Linked DNA regions of Zea mays: regions 2 and 3 are each linked to region 1. A link is a contact called in public Hi-C data. All regions are on one chromosome and are shown on one strand. The core of a region is the stretch at or near the end of the contact, and the rest is flanking DNA. Distances in the headings are between cores, read along the strand shown. Region 1 holds the start of LOC100279100. Region 2 has its middle 26 kb from the start of LOC103641899. Region 3 holds the start of LOC100273385.

What was found. Hi-C and Micro-C count contacts between places; a contact is called where the count stands out from the background.
Region 2: a contact with region 1 is called in a Hi-C map of leaf, with 5 times the contacts expected there. The contact joins the enhancer-like site here to the promoter of LOC100279100 in region 1. A contact is called at or near these places in 10 of 25 Hi-C or Micro-C datasets (bundle sheath, ear, endosperm and 3 more).
Region 3: a contact with region 1 is called in a Hi-C map of bundle sheath, with 3 times the contacts expected there. The contact joins the promoter of LOC100273385 here to the promoter of LOC100279100 in region 1. A contact is called at or near these places in 5 of 25 Hi-C or Micro-C datasets (bundle sheath, ear and leaf).

Annotation. Positions count from the first base shown.
Region 1 is chr10:136,636,809-136,639,735 of Zm-B73-REFERENCE-NAM-5.0, forward strand. It overlaps LOC100279100, which reads left to right and starts at 1,308. Exons shown (of 1, transcript NM_001152145.2): 1 at 1,308-2,240. The coding sequence starts at 1,347. The coding sequence ends at 1,967. It overlaps LOC103641904 (cationic amino acid transporter 6, chloroplastic), which reads right to left. Exons shown (of 5, transcript XM_008665213.4): 5 at 2,678-2,927.
Region 2 is chr10:136,498,403-136,501,233 of Zm-B73-REFERENCE-NAM-5.0, forward strand. No RefSeq gene overlaps it. Among protein-coding and RNA genes, the nearest start is that of LOC103641899, 26 kb to the left of the region's middle. Within about 2 kb of position 1,324, at least 19 of the 20 cell types and tissues checked have an H3K27ac peak or open chromatin away from gene starts, as enhancers often do. A contact at or near this core is called in bundle sheath, ear, endosperm and 2 more, where this site is marked.
Region 3 is chr10:136,417,234-136,420,116 of Zm-B73-REFERENCE-NAM-5.0, forward strand. LOC100273385 reads right to left here and starts at 1,291. Exons shown (of 8, transcript NM_001348941.1): 1 at 1,168-1,291; 2 at 187-633; 3 at 1-89. The coding sequence starts at 565.

The DNA of each region.
Region 1 (2,927 bases), core at 58-2,557:
TTAGGAGGTGCTTTAAAAACACTGTTTTTATATCTCCTCATGAAGTTGTATGAATATTACCCACCATGCCACTGGTTACGCAACATACAACTTTCGTTCTCTCTGACAACAACCCACTAATCATCAAGGGTAATCAAGGAAACCCACACAAATCAATTGTACTATAGAAGTTGGAGTCCATATACAAACCAAACGCTCCTGGAACTCACCTTAACAATTTGCTAGAGCTGTTTTATAATGAAACTGGAAAACCAAAGTTGAAGTTTTTAAAGCAAAGCTCTCTCAAACACCCCCTTAATATGTAAAATTATGATGAATATTGGGTAATTTTATAGATAATCAGTTTGTTTTTTAACGTTTCATAATAAATATATGACAATTAATAATTTAGATTACTCATAATAATAAATAATATCTATATATTTATATTTATATACTAATAATTCACTAGATAATGCAATTATATATATCAGGGTGTGGCTCGCGAGCCACCTTCGAGCCGAGCCTGTCTCCCCAGCTCGTGAAATGGACGAGCCGAGCTCGGTCAGCTACCGAGCTGCACTGAGCCGAGCTTAGCTCGGCTCGTTTCCAGCCCTAGTTGACATGCCCATATTCTATTATCCGCAGTTCTGCACTGATTCGTTCCACGCTGCCGGCTACCGTGTCCCGGCCGGCGGCCGCAGCATGCGACTACATTTACACCCTGACCGGCACGTCACACCACATCGCCGTTGTACTGTGGCCGCGTCGGCGACGGCGTCGCTTGGTTACACATGGACACGGCCCCTCCGCGCACGCCTTGCCGCGCCCCCGCGAGTCGCCTTGCCGCCGCCGCACGCTAGCCCAAAGCGTCCAGGTCGCACGAGCCGCATGCCGCCGTGCGCGGCCAATCGCAGACGTGACGACCACCGTTCACCCACCGTCCCCGCTAGGCCGCTACAGAGGCCAAATTCCATTTCGGCCCCCGAAACCAAAACATTATTACCAAGAAGAGGACGCAAGCGACTATTGAAGTCCAGTGTCCACGGCCCACGGGGGCGGCCCACCCGTGATCCGACGGCCGTCGCCCCCGCTCCCGACGCATCGTAGCCGCCCAGCAGCCGAGAAGGAGGACGGAAGGCCACCGCGCAATTTTACGAGTCGTCGCACGCCCCGCGCCCCGCGCGCGGGGTGTCGGGCAAGGTGCCCCCACGCGCGGCGGTTGGCGCCGCCGTCGTCCACCGCCGCCCGCGTGCGCCCACCGCCACCTGTTACCGCCTAAGGGGAACGCCTCCGTTATAACCCACGGCACCATCCATGCCGTCCTCCACCACCGCTTCACCATCCCCGCCAGGCCCACCACCACCATGGCCTCTCCTTCCCCCGCCCGCGCCTCCGGCCGGCGCGTGCCGCCCCCGTGCTGGACGACCGACGAGACCCTCGCGCTCGCGCGGGCCTACACCGCGCGCCGCCTCGCCGTCGGCCGTGAGCACCTGACCTCCGCTGACTGGGCCGCCGTCGCCGCGGCCGCTCCGTCCAAGACGGCCAGGCAGTGCCGCCACAAGGTCGAGAAGCTCCGCCGACGCCTCCGGTCCAACCGCCGCCGCCCGTGCCCGCTCCTCGACGCCATCGACCTCCTCGACGTCCCTTCCCCGCCCTTCTTCTCCAAGTCCCAGTCCCGATCCACGTCCCGGTCCTCGTCGCCGCCGCCGCCGGCGGCGGCGATCTCTTCGCCGTCTCCCCCTTCCCCTCCCGCATCCCCGCCCAGAAAGAGGCGGCGGGACGATGCCGGGGACGAGGACGGTGTGAGCGATGTGGTGGGGGCTCTGAGGGCCATCGGAGAGGGTTTCCTGCGAGCGGAGGAGAGGAGGATGGAGGCCGCCCGGGAGACGCAGAGGATGCGGATGGAGATGGCGCTTCGGCACCTTGATGCACAGAGGAGGCTCATGGACGCGCTTGTCGGCCGCATCGTCGACGCCTTGGACTGAAGTGGTGTCACAAAGATGTCTCATCGAGGTTTCTTGCTTGTCCTCGTTGCATGCTAGCTTGCGAGTTTAGGAGTTTCTTAGCGCTGTTTATGTGTAGTAGCTGTGATGGATCTGTGATGTAGTTGAAGCGGACAAGCCTTAGTGATTTCCCACCCTTGTATTTGCTTAAAAGGGGAGTTTCTTATGAAGAAGAGGTTGCACGTCTGTTGCCTATGCCTACTTGCTTCTTTGCTCTCATGTATCATGCTATTTAATTTGTTTGATTTTGTGTTCTGATGAAAGTGACATATATATACTACTGATAACCATGCTAGAAGATTAGCATCGGGTTTTGGTAACAATTATGTTTTGGGGCTTTGGACTTCTAATTTCTTGAAAAGAAAGAAAACAATTGTCACTGCTGCATTACAGACTTGCATCATAAAAAAAACTTTGCTACCTTTGCCCAGCAAACATGAGGGGTATGTGACAAGTTATATTCATCATCTAAAAAGTTTAATCTCCTGAAACATGAGAAAGAAAGAAAATATACCTCTGGTCAGTAGCGGACAAATTAATTTACACGCACAAACATTGTGTAGAGATGAGAAGGATTCAAAGCAGAAACACAATGACAAGGAATGGTTATTCTTATTTGCTATCCCTTTTTTATACCGTGCAATGTAGAACATGTCTTTCAAGAATAACATCATTATATGAAGAAGAGCATGTAGAATCCAACTTATTCAAATTTCTCCCAATAGTTTTACATACAAGAGGTGAGTGTAAACTTTTGTCTCACTTTTGAAGGGAAATCTGTGTAACCTCATCTTGAGGATATTTGCTTTGGTACCACTAATTGTTATCAAAATGTATATTTGATGCAGCAGTCGTGGACATAAGGAATGTTAATGTGTAGATGTTGAGTACCAATATTGTCTCCCCTTTTTTCATCCAGTCATCAAGATTTCCAACTTCAGG
Region 2 (2,831 bases), core at 74-2,573, 140 kb before region 1:
GTAACTAGTGCACGGGAGAAGGTCAAGGAGGCTAAGGTACTCAAAGCCAGAGGTGAAGAATGTAACACCTCAAAATCTATTTTAGGTAATCTGATAAAACTCTCCGATAAATTTAAATTAAAATGCCTTTCAATTAGAACTTTGTTCCCTTTGGAATTACATCTACTAAACCAAATATGATTCCTAATAAATAAAAGTATCCCTATATGATTTTAGTTATTCCTTTATTGGAAAATATACTTATAAGTACTCTTCAAAAGGATTTAATTTAAAATCATACCCGGACAAAGACAATACCTTAGAAATTATTTTCTAAAAATAACTATTTATGTGTAAAGTGCATATCTAGAAGCATGTATTTCAATAGGGAAATGAATAAATGAATTAATAAAAAAGATATGTATATGGGCATCCATGTTGGATTTTGATTGTGTAGTAAATTTGAAAATGAAAATCCAAAACTCACATTTTAAATTTGGAGCCAAATTGGGACTTAGAAAATGAAACAAAAAAGAGAGAAAGAACACTCGTGGGTCGATTTCCCCGTCCTGGCCCACTCCCCCTCCTACTCTCTTGGCCCAGCGTCCCCTCATCCTGGCCCATTTGTGCGCAGGTGCCTGCGGCCTATCGGGTGGGGCTCGCTGGGCAGCCTCTGCACTACACGGAGGCAGTGGCAGGTAGGGCCCGAAGCTAGCTCCCTCTCGCGCGGTATCTGACGTTGGTGTCTGGAGTGTGGGCCTGGCATGTCAGTGTGTATCCCTTCTTCCTTATCTCTTTCGAGCTCTGCACAATATCGTATCAACGTCGCATCGCAACAACCTCCACCGAATCCTCGGGGATTCTGCTGACCTGCTACCGACTTCTTTGGCGCGGACTCGCCCCTTCCCCCATAAAGCATGGCATCGCGCCGTCGCGACCCGCCGAGCACCAGAGACGTCTGCCATCGGTCGGCCGCCAGGACCTCACGACCGCCATGCGCGCCCATGCTGGGAGCCTGGCGCCCTAGCCCTTCTACCTCCGTGCCCCTATCTGCCGCTCGTGGCTCGCCCGACCACCGTCATTGCCCTTCGCCGGTGCCTCCCAGTACTCGGGTGCCGGCCGCGCCCACACCGCCACGCGTGACACACCCACACGGGACTCGGGCAGCGACACCACTGAGGCGGCCAACTTGGAGCTATGGAAGTCTGCATCATTGTGAATCCGCGACCGTAGGGCATGGGGGAGAACCGGAGAAAACTGTGATTGCTCACCGACGTCAAATCCGTCGTGAGGTCACTGGAAACCGTAGACCTTGGACTGTGCCATCTTAGATGGGGGGTGTTGGCTCAGTCGAGTAATCTAGACCGTCGCTCTTTGATCCTATGGCCTCAATTGTGTACCGGATGAGATCTTTTCTAGACCGTTTGACTGTTATCCAACGGGTATGATTGAAGGATACCCCTTCGCGGCCGAACATTTGCATACAATTCCCTGTCGTTTTGTTTAATAAACCCGATGTCCACTAATATTCTAAGATCATTACATAATGGTCCTAAAATTTGTAAAAACAACCTTGAGCTCTTATAAAATAGTAGCCAAAGTCCACCAGGCCAAAAAAATGGTAAAATGAATATATAAAATGATTTTAGCATAAAAATAATTCAATGATCTTAGAAAATTCATAACTAAGTTATTTGTAAGATATCACATGCTCTTATAATTAGATACTCATTGAACCTAAGAATAGTAGATTAATCTTGCTAACCAAAGTTAATCTTACCATAATTGAAAACAAACTAAGATATAAATCTATAATCAAGTTATAACTTAGATTAAAAGGTTGAATTAGTGGTATATTGGTAATATATTGTCTCACAAGATTTATATTAATCAAAATATCAAAATAACATAGTTTTATTGTTTAATCACCTAGAACTTCAGTAAATCATATCTTCTTAACAGTAACTCCGATTTTAGTGATTCTCGAACCCATGATCTCATAGCAACGCGTAGAATATTCTTACGCTGTTTGTTCTCGTGCTTGGTGTGCTGTTATTTTTATGTACTTCTTGTCTATTTGTATGTATTGATACGAGTAGCAGCGAGGTTACGAGAATCTGAAGACTAACTTGGTACCTGGGATCTCAAGTCTAAGGCAAGCTGTGCCCTTGGACACTTTTCTTTACCCAATAATATTTATGTTAATCACTGTGACATGCTCAAGTTAATTTGATGGGACCTAATAGGTTTCCCTAGCATTGTTTATCCCACACCTTGCAAACAAAAGAACTATTGGATAGCTTTGCTATTGCTCTACCTGATTTTGGGAAATTAATATTATATTATGATCATGTTCCAGTTATACTGTTGTTTTAATTATTGTTCATGACAAGATCATTACGTTAATTGGAACATGGAGCGACCACCCGGGAAAACAGTGCTACCATAAGGATGGTATGGGACGCCCTTGGCTGACTAACTAGGAAAGCTAGTGGAAGACTACCTTACCCGAAAGGGGCAAGGGCGATAAGGAGTTGTGTATAGGGAGGTTCTCGGGTCGATCATGCTGAGATGGCTTTCCGGACGAGGGATTCCTATATTGCCCTTCTCAGAAACCGTAGCGGGTTTTCGGAAGCTAGTGGAACTTTGTAAAGGCCTTATAGTGGTACCCTGCCTCGTCTCCTCAGCAGAGATGAATGAGAAGTCACGATCCCTTGGCGAATAGGTAACATGACTTGTGCGTAAATGAAAGTGCATTCATCCCTTTTGTGAGTTTTGGTGATTTGGATAACAACACATTTAAAGGTCTAACAAGTTTGCTAAGTGTTGAACAGGAAATTCAGTATGATGAA
Region 3 (2,883 bases), core at 41-2,540, 220 kb before region 1:
GTAGCTCCCCGGCACGTTGCCCGGCGTGCTCACCCCGGAGAGCTCGTACGTCTTCTTGTCCAGGCCCAGCAGGAACGACCCGAACCCACCTGCGGATTGGCAAGATGGTCAATAGCGACGGCGGGCGGACTCGTGACTGGGACAGGGCTCGTCGATTGGCAAGCAAGGCGTGACGGACTGGCTTACCGCCGAACCCTATGGTGTAGCAGGCGACGACGCAGGTCTGCACGACGGTGTTCTCCTGGCGGGTGAAGGGGCGGCATGCAATGCCTAGGCGGCCGAGGGCGCGCGTCCATCCGCGGAGCGCCAGGAAGGCGAGCAGCGCGGCGGAGACGTTCATGGTGGGGGTGAGCCCCGTGGTGAGGCTCAGCTTCATGACGATCACCGTGTAGACGAAGCCGATGAGCAGCGCCGCCACCATCCCGCGCGCGGTGACCTGCTCGCGCCACGGCGGCACGCGCTCCGGCTCCGGCACCGCCGCCGCGGGCTCCGACTCCACGTCCGGCGCCGCCGTCTTCTCGATCTCGTGCGCGCCCGCGGCCGGCTCGGGCCGGAGCTGGTCCATGGCGCCGGCGCCTCGGCCCCGGGGGACTAGGAGCTCGAGCTCCGAGACGGCGGCGGCGGCGGCTGCTGCTGCAGTATGGAGGCGTAGATGTGAGTTCATTTGTTTGTTCACACAAAAAAAAAAGAACCAGACCATGCCACTACGCCATCCATGTGCTCGTGCATTGGACTTGGACAGATGCAGAGGCGCGTGAGTTGTCGGATGGATCTCGGATTATTAAAAATCCATAACCTTTGGCCTTCTTTCTTCTCTTGGATATATTTTTTATTCAGTTTTGCAATGGAAACCGAAATTTCCCAAATGGGGATCCTCAAACGCTAACGTATATGTCACCAGAATCCGATTGGCGGAAAATATCCAATCCTGAATTGAAAACCACGCAAACGATGCCATAAATCACTCCAGCAGGACAGGAACAGGAACACAGGTGTGGGAAACAGAAGGAAAAAAAAAACAGAACGGACTATGACGATAACAGACACGGAAACGCAGAACTGACGCACAGGACAGCCAGAACCGAGCCAAAAAGGATCGAATTTCTCGACGCGGGCTGGAGAGCGGAGACCACGCATGGCACGCAGAGGCCGATCTGGATCCCTCACCTGGCTGGCTTGCCGGAACAGCAGCGCCTGGTGGACTGGACGAGCACGAGCGCTGGTCACCGCTGGCACACGAGCCGCGAGAGCGTGGAATGGCACGCACGCCGGTCACCCCTGGCACTGGAAGGCAGGGAGGGAGTATATGCAGCGGCGGCAGCCGCTCAAACCAGGCGGTGCTGTCTGTACTGCCTGCGCTTCGTAGCCAGGTCCGGGCCGCGCGCGCGTGTGGACGCGTGGGCGTGCAGTACAAAAGGCGAGCGAGGCTCCGCCCTGCAGTACAACGGGACGGGGTGCGGGCAGCGGACGCGCGCCGGTGCGCGAGTGTGAGAAAGGATGGCAGTGGCAGGTGAGGTTGAGGTGGGTGCGGGCCGGTCGTCAGATATGCGTGCGCGATCTTTTTAGGGTACCAGCCGGGGGCGGGCCGGGACGTGGACGGATGCACGCCTCGCTGCCTCCCTCTGACTTTGACTTTTGGGTCTTTGTAATTTGGTTTGGCGTGCGACGGCAACAACTGGGACTAATAACAGTGCAGTGGCTTGGAGTTTTTCTATCTCGATTGGGGTTCGCCGTTCACATGTTGACGGCCTTGGCTCGGCGTTGGCGATGACATGGTTTCGGTGTTGATCTTTTGTGCCGTCGTAGTCGTGTACGGTCACGCTAGCATCCCAGTAGCTCCAAAAACGAGTTATGAAAGTAATGTATTTTATATTTTAGTAAAAAGAAAGAAACAATTTCTCAATCAGGGTTGATTTGGTGACAAAGGGATCCCGGGAGGATCGGAGGGGATTGAGAGGAAATTTCCCGGATCGGAGGGGATTGAGGGGGAAATTAGTTCATTTCCCCCTCAATCCTCTTGAGGGTTGATTTGGTGACCCGAGATCCCGGGAGGATCGGAGGGGATTGAGGGGAAATTTCCCGGATCGGAGGGGATTGAGGGGGAAATTAGTTCATTTCCCCCTCAATCCCCTCCGATCCTCCCGGGATCCCGGGTCACCAAATCAACCCTCAAGAGATAATCTCATAGATCACTTCAGGCTATCACGTAGGTATAATCATACGATAAACTATTGCTAAAAGTTAATATCATTCGTGATGTCACGAAGGCGGTGTCACATTACTTACGCCGACGCTAATGATAGCGGAAGTTTATGCATAAGCATATGTTTGGTTCCAGAATAATGTGAGGAATAATGTGAGGCTTGAACCCGTCCTAATTTTATGATATGAGATTTGAACCTGTTTCCTATTTGATTTGAGAGAGAGTCGTTCCAGTTTCTTGTTTGGTTAGAGGGGTTGAGTGGGATAGAGCAATGTCATCGTATAACAACACCATGGTACCTTAGATATCCAAGGAGATTGATAGGTAAGGGATAGAGCGAGGGATATAGCCTCGAGACATGTTGATCTCGGGTAGTGCTACGGCCACCGACACATGAAAAAATTATAGAGTTTCGAGCCGTTGAATGTGTAACACTCTATATCGTCTTTTGTGTATGATGGATTGATGAATGCAGAGGAGAAGAACATTACATGCTCATATATTCCCTTAGCCTCATAGACGACTAGCCCTCCCTTTTTTTTGTTCTGTGAGAGTTATATGATTTCTGGTATCTAGTTCACCTTGGTCTTATGGAACACTATGTTCTTCTAGATCATGTTTCTTTCTACGCCATCTCTTTTATAGCTCGTGGGAGGAGAGAGTTACATGCATGTTAGACA